Linked DNA regions of Sus scrofa: regions 2, 3 and 4 are each linked to region 1. Evidence: chromatin contacts called from public HiChIP or PLAC-seq data. All regions are on one chromosome and are shown on one strand. The core of a region is the stretch at or near the end of the contact, and the rest is flanking DNA. Distances in the headings are between cores, read along the strand shown.

Region 1 (4,984 bases), core at 434-2,933:
GGAGACAGTCTCATCTCGCCGCAAAATTCTCCTATCAGCGTGGTTACCGAGAACATCCGTCTTCCTCAACAAAGAAATACACCCTCATCATCAAATGGCGTTGACTTGGGGGCAAAGGTACGCCTGAACCTGCCCCGGAGCCTCTCCTCACCCCGCCAAACCAGAAAACACTGCGGGTGATGTCAGCCCTGCTGGCCCAGGGAGGAAGGGGGCTGTGGAAAACACACCCAGCAAGGCGTACAGGCGCATCTGGCAATCTAGAGGCCGCAGAAAAAGCGGAAACGTGGACGGCATCTCCCCTCAGACTGGGAAGCGCGGCGGGGTGGGGGAACGCCGGGCGAGGGGCCAGGCAGGGAAGCACAGCCCCCGATACTGGCGGGTTCAAGGGGTCCAGGCGGCCCGCGGGGTGGGAGGGGCGCCGCCCCTCCCAGGCCAGGGAGACCCCTACCTCCACCCCAACTCCCGGGCTGCGCGGCGGGTGGGGGCCAAGTCTGCCCCGCGCCTCCCACCCCCTTCTGCTCCCCCAGGCGGCGAAGCCGCCGCGCCGCCACCTCCTCCCGGAGCAGAAACTTTGCGTCTCTACTGGAAACCGAGACGCGCGCCAGCTTCTTCCTCCCCCGCCGCCCCCCACCCGCCCCAATTAGCGCGAGCCGAGCGCCTCCCGCGGGAAGGGACCTCCTGGTGTACCGAGGCCCACGCACATCTTTACTGCCGCACTGGGTGGGGGGCTGCAGGAGTGCGAAACAGGGAGACACGAGACCCGGCCACAAGGCAGGGCCCCGCCCGGGTGCAGGGCGGCAGGCCCGCCGCTTCCGCCCTCTCCGCCCCCCACCCCGCGCCTTCCTGCCCCCACCCCACCCTTCCCCGACTCCTTCCTTCCCAACCCACGCCCGCGCCGCGCCCCCCGGGAGGGAGGAGGAAAGCGCGCGGGGAGAGGGCGCCGGGAAGGGACCGCGATGGGGGTGGGGGGGGCAAGGCTGACGGCGCTCCCCACGCCCGGGCTGGAGCAGCGTGCGCCACCGGCTCGCTCCGACCCATTCATTCTCCGCAGCCCGCCCGACCGGCCGCCTCAGTGCCTGGGTCTAGTGCCGGGCCCCGCCCGGCTCCCCCGCCCCCCGGGGCCCCGACCCAGGCAGAACGCTGCGGGCAGCCTCGGGTGCGGCGCGCTGGATGCACAGATGCGGGGCTGGGGGAGGGGGTGGATGCAGAAGGCTCCGGAGCAGCCGGGGCTAGAGCCCCTGCCCAGGGACAGCCCACGGCCAAGTCCAGCTCCAAAGAGAGATCAAAATTTAAATGAAGATCCCCGGTCGAGGAAACCAAGATGCAAATTCGAATGCATCCTAAACCGCAGCTGCTGCGTAACACCCGGAAAAGAAAAAGAAAAAAAAAAAAAAACACCAAAAAAAGAAAAAACAGACTGAACTAAAAATCGGGGAAGAAATGATGGGCTGGCAGCCGCTACGCCGGTGTTTGCCACTCCCGACCTACCATGGTGTGAACGAAGGGAGGAAGAGCAGAGAGCGCGAAGGTGGCTGCACCAGCGCAGGGGCTGTGACCGCAGGGGTGCCTCCGCTACCGCCGCTACTGCTGCTGCTAGGTGTGCGCTGAGCGCTATGCCGCCTGCGCCGCCGCCGCCGCCTGCGCCGCCGCCCAACTACGAGTAACGGCGCCGCGTCCGCGAGGCTGTCACCACCGCTGCCGAAGAGCGAGTCTGTGCCTCGCGGTATATATAGGGCGTTCGGTATCCCTCCGCCGCGGCCTCGGACGCCTGGCTCAGAGCTGCGCTGTGAGGGCCGGACCTTGCCTGCTTGGCCCCGCCCCCTGGCGCGCCAGGCCTCCCGCGGCCTCCCGCCGCTCCCTGCGCGCCGGCTACTGCGGGGTTGGGGCTCGCGGCTGGGACCCGCGACCTGGAAGCGGAGGGTTACGAGAGAGGCGTGGTGGTCGCAGGACCGGTGCTGGGCAGAGTCCCCGCAGATGCCTACCAAGGCGGGGCGAGGCCAGAACATCTGCATAGCCTCCACTTGGGGCGGCCCTGGGCTTCAGAAGCCAACCGCCCCTCACCCCAGCCCCACCACTCCTGTGGGACCCCAACCTCATATCTCCTACGGCTCCGCTGGGGCATTGGGGTTCCCCTGGCCCCTTGCCCCGGGGTCTTCCGCTGGCTGCCTCTGCTGGGGAGCTGCGGACGGTCCTAGAGTTAGGGTAGGGGGCGGCCGCGGGGAGCTAGGGACACAGGCATTGACCGCACACCTTGAGGAGAGGGGTCTGGAAGGGATAAGCGGTTTTCCTCATACTTTGAAGTAATGTCAGACTAATGTATAGTCAATTGCTAAATCTATGTCGTGCTCATATGCTTAGCCAGTCATTTTAATGTTTTTACGTTTCCACTGAGTTTGGGGGGGGTGTTTTTTGTTTTCGTGTGCCTGAATAATCTTCCTCCCCTACTGTTTTTTTCCTATGGAAAGTACTATTCATCCTGACTCCAGTCTTACTGAAATGAATGTTCTTGTGCATCTTCTATAGACTTTAAAACCCATGCTTTGAATTTGGGGGGGTAATTTTCCTGGTCCTGAGAGAGATCCGATCTTTGTTCATAAATCCATAGAAATAAAGATAGAAAAAAATTGGTATTTGGAATCCCCTAGACCACAGCTGGAACACACAGCTAATTGACTCCACTATGGAGCTAGACAATATTCTAACGTACAATCTTAATTATATTCCTTTTCAAGTATTTTAGTCTTTAAGTATACTAATGCTTTAAATTTTCTGTAAACTAGAAAAAGGACAATATCAGTTATAAATCTGAGACCCTGAACTTTGTAAAAAATTTGACAAAATGCTGCAGTTTCTTTTCTTGCCAAGGCAGAGCACAGAATTTGATCTTTTGTTTACAGGGCCTGGGCAACCGTTGCAAGTTATCATTTGCTTAATCTTTCAGAGGATGTGGCAAAGTTTGGGATTGAGAAGCTCCACCACTAGGAAGGGCTTGGCTTGGTTATATTTGTTCCTGGCTTTGACAAAACCTGCAGAAAGATGTTTTAAAATAATGGAAAATGTTCAGGCACATTGCAGATGCCCCAGGACTCTTGGGATAATCTCAGACAAGTATCTGTGGAACTGTTCTTACTGATCGATGTTCCTTCTGGAATGCTGAAAGAGTGATCTTGCTATATGATTTAAAGAGAAGCTGCAGCAGCAAGCCAGGGGATGGTGCTGGCCATCCCTCTGCAGATGAGAAAGACATCCTTCACTTCATACATCTGCTCATCACCATCATCTTTATTATTATTATTATTATTATTATTATTATTTTGTCTTTTTAGACAAAACACCCACGGTATATGGAAGCTCCCATATACACGGTAAATGTACCATGTGAAGGATTTGTCCATTGCACGAAGCACATTCTTCTACATAGATGATCATTGGGCTTCTCTTAAAAGTTTCTTTAATAAACTTCCTAATTTAGGGGTTGAATAGGAGCTACAGTTACAAGCCTACACCACAGCCACAGCAATGCCAGATCCAAGCTGAGTCTGTGACCTACACCATAGCTCACAGCAACACCGGATCCTTAACCCACTGAGCAAGGCCAGGGATTGACCTGGAGACCTCATGGATAGTAGCTGGTTTCGTTACTGCTGAGCCATGATGGGAACTCCCACTATTATCATCCTGTGTACAAAGGGGGAATGAAGTGTATTAATGGGAGAATTGGAAATAGAAAAATAGGGGGAAAGGGACTAATACAATCAATTTAAAGAACATTCAATAATACAGTGAGTTATAGTCTACATGGCCAAACACACTAAGGGAGTTTGTATTCTTTTGCCAGGCTTTTAGATAGTTAAATATATTTTAAAACTTTGTGTAAGTAGGTGGAAATAATGGCCTAAAAATAAAGTGATTAATTATTAAGGACTTGTTAACTTCTGATAATCTTCCATTCCTTATAATGAAGTTGCTACAATCTATGGTTTTGAAAACCAGGCATTCTCTAGTTTCTTCCTCTTTCTTTTAACCTATTTCACCCAAATAAAACACTTTGAAACTTTTTCATGACTTGACTTGCTAAAAACTGTATTTCAAAATTGTTTTACTTATTATTATATAGTCCATTACTGTGATTCTTCATATTTTACCTGCTAGAGTTCTCCTTTGGTAATTCTTTAATGCATCAAAGCACATCACAGCTTTCAAGTGTACTGGATTTGTAATGAGGTCATGCTTTACTCAGTTTTATGGCTACTTTGACACTGAAACATAAGGCTAAGTGACTTGCCCAAAATCTTGCTGTGAGTCAATGATGGAACATAGAGTGTGAGTCCTTGCTCAGGGGACTCTCTAATATTAGATTATTTATTAGTGAAATTAATATCTGAATTTTTTTTTTTGTGTGTGTGTGTTTTTGCCATTTCTTGGGCCGCTTCTGCTTCATATGGAGGTTCCCAGGCTAGGGGTCGAATCGGAGTTGTAGCTGCCAGCCTATGCTGGCCTACGCCAGAGCCACAGCAACTCGGGATCCAAGCCGCCTCTGCAACCTACACCACAGCTCACGGCAACGCCGGATCGTTAACCCACTGAGCAAGGGCAGGGATCGAACCCGCAACATCATGGTTCCTAGTCGGATTCGTTAACCACTGCGCCACAACGGGAACTCCTATCTGAAATTTTTAAATGTACCATGTGAAGGATTTGTCCACTGCACGAAGCACATTCTTCTACATAGATGATCACTGGGCTTCTCTTAAAGATTTCTTTAAGTAAATAAACTTTCTAATTTAGGAAGAGACCAGCAATCAGGAAAATAAGCCACATTATTGTGAAGTCAAAATTTACTGAGATCCAAAAGCCTATGGAATATTTCATGATATTGAGAGAAAATGGTGATTGTTATTTAAATAATGTTAAACTGAAGAATTAGAAAGAATGTAGCCCCAAGCCAAGAATCTCAAGTTTGAATAGAATTTCTGTCACTGAC
Region 2 (4,576 bases), core at 1,409-3,908, 150 kb before region 1:
TTTCCAGCCTGATATAGGAGTAGGTCCCTGGGCCACTTGTGTGTCCATCCGAATGGCAAAGAGATCATGACTAGGACACATGAGCCTCCAGGTGCTCCATGAGGGAACAGCCACAGGCCCCGCAGGAGACAGACCCAGCAAGGCCAGCGATGCCAACCACTCAGTGCCTGTGCACTGGGATCTGCCCCCTGAGGCCCCTGCCCTCTGTCCTCCTTCTCCTTCCCGGACACTTCTGACCCCGGTCTTCAGGGTCCTCTCAGGACACCTGGTGGCCAAGCAGGTTGTGTGTGCTTTGTTGCTTGGTTTGTTTAGATCTCTGTGACAATTTTATTAAAAAAATTTTTTTTTTTTTTTTTTTTTTTGCTATGTTAGGGCCGCACCTTCAGCTCCCAGGCTAGGGGTTGAATCAGAGTTACAGCTGCTGGCCTACCCCACAGCCACAGCCACGCCAGATCTGAGCCACATCTGTGACCTACACCACAGCTCATGGCAACGCCGGATCCTTAACCCACTGAGCAAGGCCAGGGATTGAACCTGCATCCTCATGGATCCTAGTCGGGTTCGTTTTCTGCTGAGCCACGAAGGGAACTCCTATTTAAAGTATTTTTGAGTGAATAATATGTGCAGGTGGTACACAACTGAAAAGGCACACAAGATGTGGAGAGGCTTTCTGCTCTCCCTGGGCATCAGTCGCACTCCCCACGAGTGACCACTGTTTCCCCCTGGACGTGTCGGCACATCTGAGGGTAAAGCCATTGTGTGAATTTACCATAATTCAACCAGTAGCCCATTGAGTAACATTAGGTTATTTCTAGTGTTTTGCTGTTACAAACAATGAGTCAATAAGTAGCCTCTATAGATGGTTCTGCATCTGTAAGTAGACTCCTAAAACTGGAAGTGATGGACCAAAGAGTGGAGACACTTTCATTTTAAGAAATGTCACATTGCCTTCCACCGAATCGTGCCACTTTGCATTCTGGTCAACGAGATGTGAATTCCCGATTTCTCACATCCTTTATAACGCAGTGAATCATCAACTTCTAGATCTTCACCAATCTGATAGGTAGAAACGGTATTTCAGGTCTCTGCTCATGGCCTCTGCCCATGTATCTGCTTAGATATTGGGCTTTTCTTTGATTTGTAAGCATTTATCACGTGTCAAGAAATTTGCCTTGTGTCATATGTGCTAGAACTATTTGCCCCCATTTTAATTTTGTTTGTGTTGTGGGGGGTTGTTGTGGTTATTTATTGTTATTCTATTTTTTTTTTTTTGCCAAGCAATTTTTATTTTTACATTTATCAGTCCTCTCTTCATAGCAGCTGGGCATCCCCTGATATTTAGACAGCAACTACACACTTTTGTGGTCTCTTTTCCTAAAAGTTCCATGTATCTCCCAGTGCCATTTGTATAAGCACCGTCTTATAAAGAAAGTCGGAAGAGTTGTTTTACTCCATTTGGCAGAAGGGAAATCGGACTAGACCGAAGCCAGCACCTCTTCCATCTCATTGGGGCAGGGGTCGGGAGAGTTGAAGCCAAGCATCTTATGTTTGTTGCACTTGACACCAAGCTCCCTAGGAAACATCTACCCCCTTCTTGAGCATGCGCACCTTATCGCTGGCCACTGCAGAGTCACACTTCCCAGTCAGTCAGACTGGAACCAGAGTCTTCCCCAGGCCAAGTGGCTTCTTAGTGCCCATCCTTCAATCTCCACTTTGGGATGGCAGCTAAAAATGACTTTGCAGTAGGTGGATAATTTCTGCTTGTTACTTACTAATAATTATAGCTTTCACTTTGGCACCTCTCACAGTTGAAACCAGCGGCTATTCTTAGATGTGCAAGATCAGATTTTCTGATTTCTGCTGGGAATGTAAAGCTGTGATCCACACATGCATTCCTTGGCCCTGGCTCGACCCGGCCAGTTCACCTCCCCCCGCCACCAGGCTTCTCCCAGCCCCTGGGAAGCTGGGTTGAAGCGTAATCCTGTAGCATGGCCACCATGACGAGATGAAGACAGCTCCTGGACAGGTGGCGTGAGGGTCACTGCACAGGGAGTGCCTGCGGGAGGGAACACGCAGTACCCAGGGGGCAGGCCCGCCCTGACGCAGTGCCAATCTCCATGGGTCAGTCCCGCCAGATCTGCCCCTTCTACGGCCCCAGGGGTTTGGATTCCTGTCTACAGTGTGCAGGAAGCTAACGTTTACCAGGCACTGTGCATGTGTCAGACGTTATTCCAAGGACTTTCTTTGTTTTAACTTGGTTCATCCTTGTAATAGGCACCCAAGGCCGAAATACTCTTCATCACCCCCATTTTACCAACAAAGAGACTAAGACAATAGCTCTCAAGTCACCTGGGGTTACATGGTTAATCAGTGGAGAAGCGAGAATTCAAACCCAGTCAGTGTGGCCCCAGAACCCCAGCCCCTGCCCAGGGCAGGCACTGAGCCCCATGCGCACAGAATCTGTGCACATCGGCGTTTGTGCTGCCTTCGGGGCGAGGCTCTGGAGTGCCCTGGTCAGAAGACAGACACAGGCTCAGCCTTCATGGAGTTTGAGATGAGAAACGGAACAATTGCAGAAGCACTTGATTCCCCCCGCGCCAAGAGCCGAGTGCCCTGGCTGGGGGGGTAGTGCGGGCTCTGCCAGCACTGGGAATAGAGATCTTCCCCAGCCGAGGCCAGCCGAGACCTGAGCACTGGCAGGTGCAGGACGCCTGCGGGCAGGCCTGCAGACCGCGTGAGCTCTGAGCGTTAGAGGCCACAGGGCCTGAAGCCAAAATAGGAAGACTTGCATGGCCAAGGTGAGGTGGGAAGAGCCAGCCCTGGTGACCAGGTCAAGATCTCTTCCTAAACACACTGAAAAGCTGTGGAAGGATGTCCAGCAGGGGGTGAAAGGCCCAGAGGGAGGTTTCTAAGATCCCACCCGCTGAGTGTGGGGCGCGGAGTGGGAGGCAGCACAGTGGAAAGGGTGGGTCAGGACCACGGGTCTGCGTGACCAAGGGGAACAGCTGGTCTGAAGTGGCATCAAGAGGCTGGAGAGAAGGGAAACCTGAGATGCATTTTCCAGGTAGAACTGATGGGACCTGCTGATAGATTAGACGTGGGGGTGAAGGCAAAGGAGCCCTGTGTTGGGGCTGGAGTCGGCGGGTGACTGATGATTCCACGTTCTGCCATGGGGCGGGGGAAATGGATGGGCAGGGCTCAGGGAGCAAGAGAAACCAGAGTCCTGTTCGAACCCTATTTGAGCCCTTTTTTTTTTTAATTTGAGTGTGTCGGGTGCCTGGGGACATGCAAGTGAAGGTGTCAGGTCGGTGGCTGGATATTCAAGTCTACACTTGAGATTTCGGCTCGAAACATAAGTTGGGAGTAGGAGTTAAAGCCCAGGGCTGTGATGAGAAGGCCTAGGAAGAGACTATTGACGGAGGAGAGAAAGGGCCAGGACCCAAACCTGAGCCCCCAACATTTAAAATTTAGGGAGGAGAGGAAAAGCCAAAGGATCAGGAAGGAAGTGGGCAGCAAGGCAGGAGGAAACCAGGGCCAAGGGGGTTTACAAAGGAGCCTGCCCGGTGCGATGATCGAGGACTCGGACCCGTGGAGGTCCTGGTCCTACATGGTCTAGCAGTGGTACCTACTCCCTCGAGCCCTAGTCTTCTTCTCTGCAAAACAGTGACAGTTGTGACAGTCCCACAGGACAATGCTCAGAGAGGGTTAAGCAGGTAGCATCTACTGTCTATTAAAAGAAAGGTCTTCGGAGTTCCAGTCCTGGCTCAGCGGTAATGATCTCGACTAGGATCCATGAGGATGCGGGTTCCATCCTTGGCCTCACTCCATGGGTTAAGGATCCAGCGTTGCCGTGAGCTGTGGTGTAGGTCACAGATGTGACTTGGATCTGGCGTGGCTGTGGCTGTGGCATAAGCCAGCAGCTGCAGCTCCAATCTGACCCCTAGCCTGGGAACCTCCATATGCTGCAGTGCGGCCCTAAAAAGATAGATGGATGGATAGATAGATAGATAGATACATAGATTGATAGATAGATAAATGATACATGGATGGATAGATGATACATGGATGGATAGATGGATGGATAGATGGATGGATAGATAGATGATATGTAGATGGATGGATAGATGATACATACGTAGATGGATGGGTAGATAGATGATACATACGTAGATGGATGGATAGATAGATGATACGTAGATGGATGGATAGATAGATGATACATACGTAGATGGATGGATAGATAGATGATACATATGTAGATGGATGGGTAGATAGATGATACGTAGATGGATGGATAAATAGATGATACATATGTAGATGGATGGATAGATAGATGATACATATGTAGATGGATGGGTAGATAGATGATACGTAGATGGATGGATGGATAGATGATACATATGTAGATGGATGGATAGATGATACATACGTAAATGGATGGGTAGATAGATGATACGTAGATGGATGGATAGATAGATGATACATACGTAGATGGATGGATGGGTAGATAGATGATACGTAGATGGATGGATGGATAGATAGATGATACGTAGATGGATGGATGGATAGATAGATG
Region 3 (5,130 bases), core at 42-2,541, 230 kb before region 1:
ACCAGTGACCCGGGTACCTCATGCGCCACTTTCATGGAGAAACCCGAGGGGCCCTTTCTGGGCCTCTAAGGCCCAGAGGTCTGGAGACTTCTGTTAATTAGCAGGGGAAAGAAGACAAGCAAAATCCATCTTTTTGAATATTGAGCTCCCTACTGGGGAGAGAAGGAGAATGAGCTACGGCTAGAGTCTAGTACATATGCTATGTCTGGAGAAGTCGGTAGAGAAATTTCAAAAGTCATGAAAAGAGGGAGTTCCCATCGTGGTTCAGTGGTAATGAACCAAACTAGTATCCATGAGGACTCGGATTCAATCCCTGGCCTCGCTCAGTGGGTTAAGGATCCAGTGTTGCCATGAGCTGGGGTGTAGGTCACAGACATGGCTCGGATCTTGTGTTGCTGTGGCTGTGGTGTAGGCCAGCAGGTGCAACTCCTATTCCACCCCTAGCCTGGGGCGGGGGGGGACTTCCATATGCTGCAGGTATGGCCTTAAAAAGCAAAAAAAAAAAAAAAAAAAAAAAAAAGAAAGAAAACTTATTGCTATGAAGAGCAGGTGGTCTCTACTCTAGGTAGACAAGATAGTAGTCCTGTGTTATCTCTGCGCTAAGCAGTGGGGGGCGGGGAGGTGAAATAGGCCTGCCTTGGTGTTCTCTAGAGTCCTTTGTGGGAACATCTTTTAAAACAAAAATCTGCTTCTTGCTTTCTCTTACACCTCTGTGTTGTGCTTCCGTAAACGAGACTGAGTCAGACTTTGTAGTCTGTTCCAGCGAAGCCATCACACAGGGATTTGAATGTGGCTCTGGCGAGACAGAAGTAAGGTATATGGAGGTAGCACTGATGGAACTTGATGGGACCATTCATTGACGGGAAGTGTGGGCCTGGGGACGCTGTCCTGCTCTTTAATATAGAGCAGAGGCGGGATGTACACATGAGAGGCAGCAGGGCCTCCTTGATGGACGATTTTGCTGCCCCAGAGCGCGGCTGTGTCTGCAGCATGACTGACTGTAAACCTGAGCCCAAGAGAAACCGCGCTGCTTTGCATCAGCTCTTAGCCTGCCACCAGGGACAAGTACCCTCCAGGCTGGCCGTGTCTGGATAACGCCAGGTACCATGTGCTGTGGTGCTCTGGGGACTTGGAGCAAACAACCCCTTACTCATTCATGCCCGTGGCTCCAGACCCTCGGGCGGGCCCTCAGGGGCAAGAGGGCCCAGGTGGCTTCCCTACACAAAGTGGTAGCTGTGTGCACAGGCCGGCTCACCATCTGCTTCTCTCTTCCGTGTTGTTTTCAGGCCAACCGGGACGCTGTGCTGAGCCGGATACCTGAGCACAAGAGCGATCGCCTCATCAGTTTACAGAGTGCATCTGTGGTCTATGATTTACTGACCATTGCTCTTGGAAGAAGAGGCCAGTATGAGATGCTGTCAGAGGTACAGCCCTTGAGTCGGATCGACTTCCAGGCAGTGGGTGGTGGTGGTGGTGTAAACGCTGGAAAGAGATGGGGGACCTGGCCTTGCCCTCAACCCCTGTCACCCGCAGCCTTGAGCCGTCATTCAGCTTTAGTTTCCTTCTCTGCAGAATGGGAATTGGGCTCAATGATGAGGTGGTGGAATTCACCAATGGTCACGTCCTACCAATGGTCCGTGAACCCTCTGGGGGTGAGTCTGTGTGAGAGAAGGCAAGCATTTCTCAAGCCGTGTGATCTCCACCATAATGCAAATCTTCCATCTGTGATACTTATTTCCTTGTCAAACAGACCTCATTTTATTGAAAGGAGCAATGCGTAACTCCTGGTGCAGTGGCGACGTCAGGTGCCGTGAATACTGGATGAGCTAGTACCATCTTCCCGTAGTCTTGCTTGCTCAGAAGAGACCCCAGCCAGGCCCTGCCATCTCCTTCCCTCAGCTACTAAGAAAGCCTGACTGTTTTACAGTTTCAGAAGGCTGTGGTCGTGCAGTATTGAGTTGCTGCCCAGAATACCAAAGCCACCCTGGTAGAGGCTAAACCAGTAACAAGATCATTTTATCTTTTCCTTAGTGGAGTAAAAAGAGGGAAGGAAAGAAAAACAAGTCCTTTTTGTCAAAATGAACTTTTCCGTGTTATTTATCTTTCTTTTTCTAAATTTACACACATTGCAACAGCCTCTGGGCATGAGGACAGGGAATGAAATACAGTAACAGATTGGCTGAAATCAGATAAGCGCCCGGCTCACCCTGTTGCCTGCCGGTGTGTCGCCACATTAGGCAGGAGCCTGGGAGAACAGATGAGCCTGAGTGGCATGGATCTTTTTTTAGTCTTTGGTTTGGTGACTCTACAGGGCAGTGGTTACTCAGTCTTCCAAAAAATCCCCTCACAATCTGGCTGGATAAAACAACAAGTCCAGATGTTCGGGTCACACATGCCGCGCCCCCCTGGGACTCTCCCAGGCTGGGGATTGGCCCCCGATGCTTCCCCGCCCCAGCGGCTTTGATGTCCTGGGATCCTCTGCTCCCTGCAGGCTTAGTTCCTGTCCAGGAGCCCATCTGTAGGGAAAGTACCACCCAGCCCACAGTTGGGTTCTTTTAAGTAAACTTTCCCTCCCAGACAAACCACTTAACAGCTCTGAGAGTCCAAGGCTAAGTACGGTTTGCATGTGTACTTTCTTCCCATCGCGTATGGATAGAACCTGCCCCTGGCCTGAAACTTGCCTGTGTCCAAAACAGGTGTGAGGAGCCTGGGGTGGCTGACGTGGTGGACAGGCTGCCCACAGGCTTCCGGTCATGCCGGGGGAGACTCTAGGGGGACGGCTGTCATCCTAGCGGCATTCCCCTGCAAGCTGGCGGCTCCCTGGCAGGCGCCTCCGCCCATCACGGAATCCTAGAACCTTGTTTTCGGCCAGATGACTTTCACCTTGACATCACATGTAGCTTCATCTCGTGCTGACGACCTGACACCAGCGTCACTGGGCAGTCGGGTTGGTTGCTGCAGGCTTTGCATTTCAGAATTTCACTGCACTTATCACTTTGTCAGTGGTGGGAACAGTGCCGGGGGTTGCCTTGGAGGTGCTGGGGTAGAATGTGGGAGAAAGGGCAGTTTATCACTGTATAAACCTGGGAGCCTTCTGAATTTTGTGCCATATCTGTATTTTATTTATTAAATATATGAATCAATGGAGTTCCCATTGTGCCTCAGCAGAAAGGAACCTAGCTATATCCATGAGGATGCAGGTTCAATCCCTTGCCTTGCTCACTGGGTTAAGGATCTGGTGTTGCCATGAGCTGTGGTGTAGCTCGCAGACGCAACTCAGATCCTGCATGGCTGTGGCTGTGGTGTAGGCCAGCAGATGCAGCTCTGATTCAGCCCCGAGCCTGGGAACTTCCAAATGACACAGGCGCGGCCCTCCCCCCAAAAAACGAATCAATGGGTCAAAAATATATGAAATGGGTGACATTCATTTTTTTAACACGTAGGTCTGCAGTCCCAGGTTCTGTAGCAGGGGCTGTGAGAAGGCAGGGATGCAGCCGTGAGCCAGGCTCGGTCCCTGCCCATGGGAGGCTCCCAGTTCAGGGGGAGGCAGCCAGGCAGCAGGTGGTCACCGTCTGGGGTGGCTGACGCTAGGGGGCTCCACTAGCTCTGCAGGGTCTGCATCTGCTAATGAAGGATTTGAATCCTTGGCCTTAGCCTTTCTTGCTGCTTCTCCTTAGTTTTGCCGATGGAGCAAACATTTGGTGGCCAAATTGTCTCAGATCTAGGGCTGTGTGGGAGGAAGGAAAAAGTGCACAGTGGTGTTTCAGGGGCCAGTCCGCCTTTGGAGGTGGGGGCGTGGTCCACCCTTGGCTGAGCTGGGTCCTCCACCCCCACCCCGCCTTGGTCTCAGGCCACATCTTACCTATAAGCGTCCTGCTTCCTCATTTGCTGGGACTTTCTTTTTCTCTTCTCATCTGTCCTTCCATTTTTCTGAGGATACGAGGTTAAAAGTCTAACTGGATTTTTTTTTAAATTAAGGTAAGTTTATATAACATAAACTTAAGCATTTTAAAATGTACCGTTCAGAGGCATTTAGTACATTCACGCTATTGTGCAACCATCACCTCTGTCTAATTCCAAAACATTTTCATGACGCTCGAAGGAAGCCCCATCCCCATGCCTCCCTCCTGCCAGTCCCTCTCAGCCACCAACCTGTTTTCTGACTCTGTGGATTTACCTGTCTTGAGTATTTCCTATAAATTAGTATAGGACCTCTCGTGTCTGGCTTCTTTCTCTTACCATGATGCTCTCAAGGTAGCATGTTTCTGTCCTTTTCCTTTAATGGCCGAGTAACATCCCACTGTACAGACAGACCACGACTTGTTTCTCCATTTCTCAGCTGGGGGCATTTGGCCATGGCAGGTAACTGGATGTGAAACTTCCCGTATCACTTCTTTGGGCCCCAAGGATGTTGCTGATTGTCATGATCATCATCCAGGTGGTTCTTTATGTCCCATGGACATCTCCAGCATCATCGCCAAAGTGATCTTTCTCAAACACCCTTGTGTTGAGAAACATTTCATGGCTCTTCCTCGGCCTTCTTCTTTTTCCTCCTTTTCTAGTTTTGGTTTGCTTTCCTCTTCCTCCTATACTGAAATCGATTTCATAGTTTGTCTTTCTGCCTTATGCCACAGCTCTGCAAGCTCCTTGAAGAACCAAACAATTCCTACAAGTAAGGAAAAGAAAAAAGTCACGGACAGTCCCGCTGTCCTGAGATAGTTAGCTACCCACAGATGCTTTAGAGGTCACCGTGCCGGGCGTCTCTTGATGAATAAATGCATGTACATCTATGTAAATCTCAAGGAACGGGATGGCATCATGGATGTTTTATTGTGGATGTTCCTGATGCTTCTTCTCACCTCCACGGACACCCCCACCCGATCCCTGCCTCCTCAAACCCCGAGCCCAGGTCAGCCACCTGCTGCGTCCTGGACACAGGCCGTAGAGTCAGAGAGCTTGGGCGTGAGTTCTGGATCTGCCATAGCCTCTTAGACCTCCGTCTTTCCTTCTGTCAAGTAGGGATTAATCATCGCACCCATCCCAGTGCTCAGGACAGAGGCCAGCGCATAGAGCTCATTGACCACCAGCCACGTGCTGCTGTGCTGTTACTACCGCTGTGGGCACAGGAGT
Region 4 (4,422 bases), core at 1,792-4,291, 210 kb before region 1:
GACAGGTCAGAGCGGGGGAGAGAAGAGACGGAGGCCCTGTGCCCGGCTCCCAGGCCCTCCTCACAGGTGCCCAGCTGGCAGGTGCAGAATCTGCCAGGAGGTGAGAGGTGAGCAGGCCCGAGAGACAACTCACCCCACCCAGCCTGCACCTGACTCCGCCCCAGCGCTTGGCCGGAGCTGCCCCGTGCGAAGGGACGTTGGGGCTCAGGCGTAGGGATTCTTGAAGCATTCAGGGCCAGCCTCCTCCAGAAAGTGTCCCCTGCTTTATCAGTGCCTGTCCCTTCTCTGTGTGCACATTTTAATTCACAGATATGTGTCCATGCCATATAACAGTTCACAGCACACACAGTGACATGATGCATTTTGGATATGCTTACCGTTTTGGTGGATGGGCTTCTGGCTCAAAACAAATCTTAATTGTGTTTTCTCTACTTAATGAAGTTTTCAATTATATGTTTGCAGAAAGGGTAAATTGATACATTGTTTTTCTCAACTCTTTCTATTATTCCTTGAACATTTCGTTTTTAAATGTAACACGAATACAACCCCCCCAAAAAAATCTCAAAAATGAGTGTCTAACTCAATGAATTAATATAAAGGGAATTAGTTATTCTTGTGATCACCGCCCTGCTCCGGAGACAGAACCCTGCCGGCCACCTGGGATTCTTCATGCGCCCCTCCCAATCCAGGCACATGGAAATTAAGAGAAACTTTCTTAGGAGAAAACACTACCCTGACTGTTATAGCACTCCTTTTCTTTTTCTTTCTTTATCATTTTGCTATAGCCTATTTTCCATCTTACCCTAAATCATTCTTTCCTCTGCCCTAAAACATCAAAGACCCTGGCGTAGTTTAGACTATCAGTTGATTTTCCATAGTGGATTTTTTGCTACTTTTTCACGTATACATGACACCCTGGCCATACCCAGAACGTGTTTTTAACTCTACAGTAGACTTTCAGTGAAGTGTAAATTTAATGCTATATATTAACCCACATGAATTCTTCGTTTGGACCTTCCCCTAATGAGCCCTGTCACTTTGAGCGAGTTGCATGACCCTGTTGGGTCTCGCCTGTATTCATGGTTCACTTGGGTCACCTCCCCGGGTCCCTCTGGCTCACGCACCATGGCTCTAAGTCAGCCGTGGCTCACAGCTCCATCAGCTCTCTGGGCAGCCTGCCACATCCTCAGCGTGACGTCAGGATGGGCTCTGCTCTATTGGACTGGGTCAGTAAGGGTCATCTCCATTGCAGCCATCAACAGGTCCCTCTAGGACGTTTTCTGTGGTCCCAGTAAAAAGGACGTTTTTAGTCCCTCCAAGACTCTCAGCTGCCATTTCTCATGTGCTGCAGACAGGGGGCGTGTTGAGCTGATTTTCCAGTATCAGTGCCGGGTTTGCCTGGTCTGTCCCTTGTGTTCACATCAAGGTTTTAGAGGTCTTGGCCATTTCCACTGCCAATCAAAGTGGCCTTTCATGGCATCAGGCTGGTGTCGTTGGTTCTCAGTGCCAGAAGGAACTCTGAAGGCCGTCTAATCCACACCATTGGTGCTGGAATCTGTTCTATTCCATTCTGGCAGAGCCATTCTTTACCCATGAATTACATGCCTACACTTGAGAATGTTTTCCCCTCTGAGGTTCTCAGCTGGTCTTTGGAAGATGGGCCCCTATTCCTGGGGGTACCAGCCAACTCACACGCTTCCCTTGGCCTGGTTCCACAGTTATGCCCAACAGGTGCAAGGGCCTCTGGCCACCCTGGCCTTCGTTTCCCATCCTTTACAGCTCCTGGGACAGGACTGGGCACACAGGCACCCAGAATTTGTTGCTTGTAATCCAGTTGGATGTACAGTTTTGGGGGTGAGTTGTGTATTTGTCAAAAACTCCCTGATCTCCCATGCCACTGACTAATTGAACCCTTTTCTTAGCTTCTTTGCGAGGGATGCAGGAGGTCCTACAGAGAAAGGCGCTTCTTGCATTTCAGAGGTGAGTGGGAGTTCATCTTTTCACTCGGCTGTACATAATGACACCAAAGTATGAGAAGTATAAAAAGAAGAGATATTTATAAAGATTATGTAAACAGTGTTTTACCCCTGGGAGCCTTTCCTCTTGAGCACTGAGCATACCATGTAAAACTTGCTGCATCACTTGTTGCCATGTAAATCTGCTCTCTGAATCTGTTTATTCATCCAGGCACATTTTATTCATCCCTAATACAGCGATCGCAGCTCGAAGACAGATAGTCTTTTATGTCTAGGGAGACGATTCCCTTTTATCACAAACATTTTTCATCATCTGGAAAAAGGATCATTCTTTGCTAGCTTTTTTTTTTTTTAACATGTCAAACTGCAGATGTTTATATTAAGAAATGAAAAGGCCAGATTTTAGGACAGTCTCCGAAATAGTATGTAAGACAGATAGTCTGGCCAGCAAGTCCAAGCCTGCTCTCTGTCCCCACCCTGCCTCATTAATACCTTAGACTCCTCTCTGTCACTGCACCTTTTATGAAATTAGGAAATGGCCTTATAATTAGAGGATGCCTGAGTGTCACAGTGCTCTCCACACCCCACACCATAAGGTGGACGGAACGAGTCGTGTGTTCGCTGCAGGTGTGGGGCTGAGACGCAGGGATGAAGAGTCAGTCATGTGGCGATTGAGGTCGGGATGGAGTCAAGGTCTCCTGACTCTGCCCAGCCTTTCTGGTACCTGCCCCCCCCGACCCTGCCCTCCCTTTATGCTCATCGCAGGCATAAGCGGTCACCAACACGAATCATTGCCTGAAAGCACAGCCCTGCAATGTCCAGTCTCGGATTGGTATTGATCCTGTCACCCTAAATACGTCTGAGTTACATTGAATTCTTGGAATCATACTAGAAACTTAGTTACTGATCCAAAAATGTCACGAGGTCCCCTCAGGACCTAGTAGCCACTGTTAGATTTCTATCTCAGAATGAGGGCTGCCTGCAGATTTGTCACAGCGTCTGTGGGCCTTTTCTCACGAAACCACGATCGTTTGGTTTCGGTTAGCCTGAGCCACTTTCGTCTCTTTTTCTTTCACTTCCCAGCAGGCTTGCCGATGGCTCCGTCACGTTGCCAGTCCCAGACTGGTTAGTGACAGAAAGTACCAACTGACATCTGCAAACAGATCTCCTTTCTCTGTGCTCAGTTTTTGTTGATGCTCTCCATCACGGAGTGTGGAAAGCATTTCCATTTCAAATGATTTGGAGTTTTAAATTTTCCAGTCCTAGTTTGTAAAACCCACACACGGATGCCTAAGAAAGTGGTCATTACATCTGTTTCACTTTTCTTAAATCAGCACATCTTACTGGCTCTCTAAAAACAGCCAGAGTGGTGGTCTGCCTTGAGCCGCAGAATGCATAACTTCCCCTTACATAACAGCTGTTCCATTGGCCTGAATTTCTTTTCGTTTCTCTTTTGCTTTGTTTTTCATTCAAAGGGATTTTTAAAAAATATTAGTTCGTGTGGAATAAAGGGTAATGAAATCCTACTGACCTATGTGATTATATTGGGGAAGGCTCACTAAATTATTATTTATACAAAATGAAGTATATTTTTCAAAGGAATAAAAACATTTGTTTCAAGTACACTTTAGCTAGAACTACCCTGTGCCCTGTAGACCTCACAAAAAAATCTGTCAGGGAAAGATTTTAAGTGAACAGGAATGATTTCTATTGCTTCTTAAATGTAAATGGATATGTAAAACTCACTTGGACCAGACATACTTTTTTTTTTTCCTACGTATTTTAAATCTTCTCACAATTCTGTTAATACTCTTGTTTGGCAATTTTTGTTTAAAAAGAAAACAGTGTAACTCACATAGGGGTGGAACTGCAGATGTAGCGTGTGAAACTTAACTCTTAATTATGACTGGAGTCAGAATTCGGAAAGGTTTGCTCTCTCCTGGATTCAGAAAGGTGATTTTTGAAGACATTCCAGTTGTATGATTGCATCTTAATAATGAGACTCTTGGCTGTTCTACACTCATAAGCTCAGCCCAAGAGGCTGAGCCCATTGGTTTGTCCTGTACAGAAGTATAGAGAAGAAAAACATAGTATTGTGTGCAAAGCTTTCTAAGATTCTGGCTTGATCTGAGTGGTGGCTCCTGGGGTCTCTGACACCCTACAGAGAAAAGCAAGGCTGGAAACAGGCGAGCATGTCTCGGTGACTTGCCCCCAAAATGCAGGAATCTGGCTGCTCCATGAAGGAGAGGTGGCATAGTGTCACTGGGGTTTGTTGCTCAGTGTGGTAGAGGGGACACAATCTTACACTCTTAGTTATTTTCCTCTCCCACTCCCAGCTCAAGTTCAAGTTTGAATGTGGTTGCGTTTTTTGGGTCTGCAGTGACCGGCCATCCCAGTGTGTTGGGAACTGAGCAATTTCCCAGAATATGGGACTTTCAAGGCAAAA

What was found. HiChIP or PLAC-seq counts read pairs in DNA pulled down with a chosen protein or histone mark.
Region 2: a contact with region 1 is called in an H3K27ac HiChIP or PLAC-seq map of skeletal muscle, with 3 times the contacts expected there. The contact joins the enhancer-like site here to the promoter of CALM1 in region 1. A contact is called at or near these places in 1 of 5 promoter capture datasets (fetal skeletal muscle), 6 of 47 Hi-C or Micro-C datasets (brain, embryonic fibroblasts, fetal skeletal muscle and 2 more) and 2 of 2 datasets of contacts at active chromatin or transcription factors (alveolar macrophages and skeletal muscle).
Region 3: an H3K27ac HiChIP or PLAC-seq map of skeletal muscle shows a contact between it and region 1. The contact joins the enhancer-like site here to the promoter of CALM1 in region 1. A contact is called at or near these places in 1 of 5 promoter capture datasets (liver), 6 of 47 Hi-C or Micro-C datasets (embryonic fibroblasts, liver, omental adipose tissue and 1 more) and 2 of 2 datasets of contacts at active chromatin or transcription factors (alveolar macrophages and skeletal muscle).
Region 4: a contact with region 1 is called in an H3K27ac HiChIP or PLAC-seq map of skeletal muscle. The contact joins the enhancer-like site here to the promoter of CALM1 in region 1. A contact is called at or near these places in 1 of 5 promoter capture datasets (skeletal muscle), 10 of 47 Hi-C or Micro-C datasets (alveolar macrophages, brain, embryonic fibroblasts and 7 more) and 2 of 2 datasets of contacts at active chromatin or transcription factors (alveolar macrophages and skeletal muscle).

Annotation. Positions count from the first base shown.
Region 1 is chr7:112,157,522-112,162,505 of Sscrofa11.1, reverse strand. CALM1 (calmodulin 1) reads right to left here and starts at 1,683. Exons shown (of 6, transcript NM_001244210.1): 1 at 1,489-1,683. The coding sequence starts at 1,491.
Region 2 is chr7:112,308,818-112,313,393 of Sscrofa11.1, reverse strand. All of the region lies in intron 18 of TTC7B (tetratricopeptide repeat protein 7B), which reads left to right. Among named protein-coding and RNA genes, the nearest start is that of CALM1, 150 kb to the right of the region's middle. Within about 2 kb of position 2,658, at least 1 of the 83 cell types and tissues checked has an H3K27ac peak or open chromatin away from gene starts, as enhancers often do. A contact at or near this core is called in skeletal muscle, where this site is marked.
Region 3 is chr7:112,390,857-112,395,986 of Sscrofa11.1, reverse strand. It overlaps TTC7B (tetratricopeptide repeat protein 7B), which reads left to right. Exons shown (of 20, transcript XM_021099609.1): 9 at 1,287-1,424. Among named protein-coding and RNA genes, the nearest start is that of TTC7B, 130 kb to the left of the region's middle. Within about 2 kb of position 1,291, at least 8 of the 83 cell types and tissues checked have an H3K27ac peak or open chromatin away from gene starts, as enhancers often do. A contact at or near this core is called in liver, omental adipose tissue and skeletal muscle, where this site is marked.
Region 4 is chr7:112,368,345-112,372,766 of Sscrofa11.1, reverse strand. TTC7B (tetratricopeptide repeat protein 7B) reads left to right here. Exons shown (of 20, transcript XM_021099609.1): 13 at 1,923-1,980. Among named protein-coding and RNA genes, the nearest start is that of TTC7B, 150 kb to the left of the region's middle. Within about 2 kb of position 3,041, at least 20 of the 83 cell types and tissues checked have an H3K27ac peak or open chromatin away from gene starts, as enhancers often do. A contact at or near this core is called in alveolar macrophages, fetal skeletal muscle, retroperitoneal adipose tissue and 1 more, where this site is marked.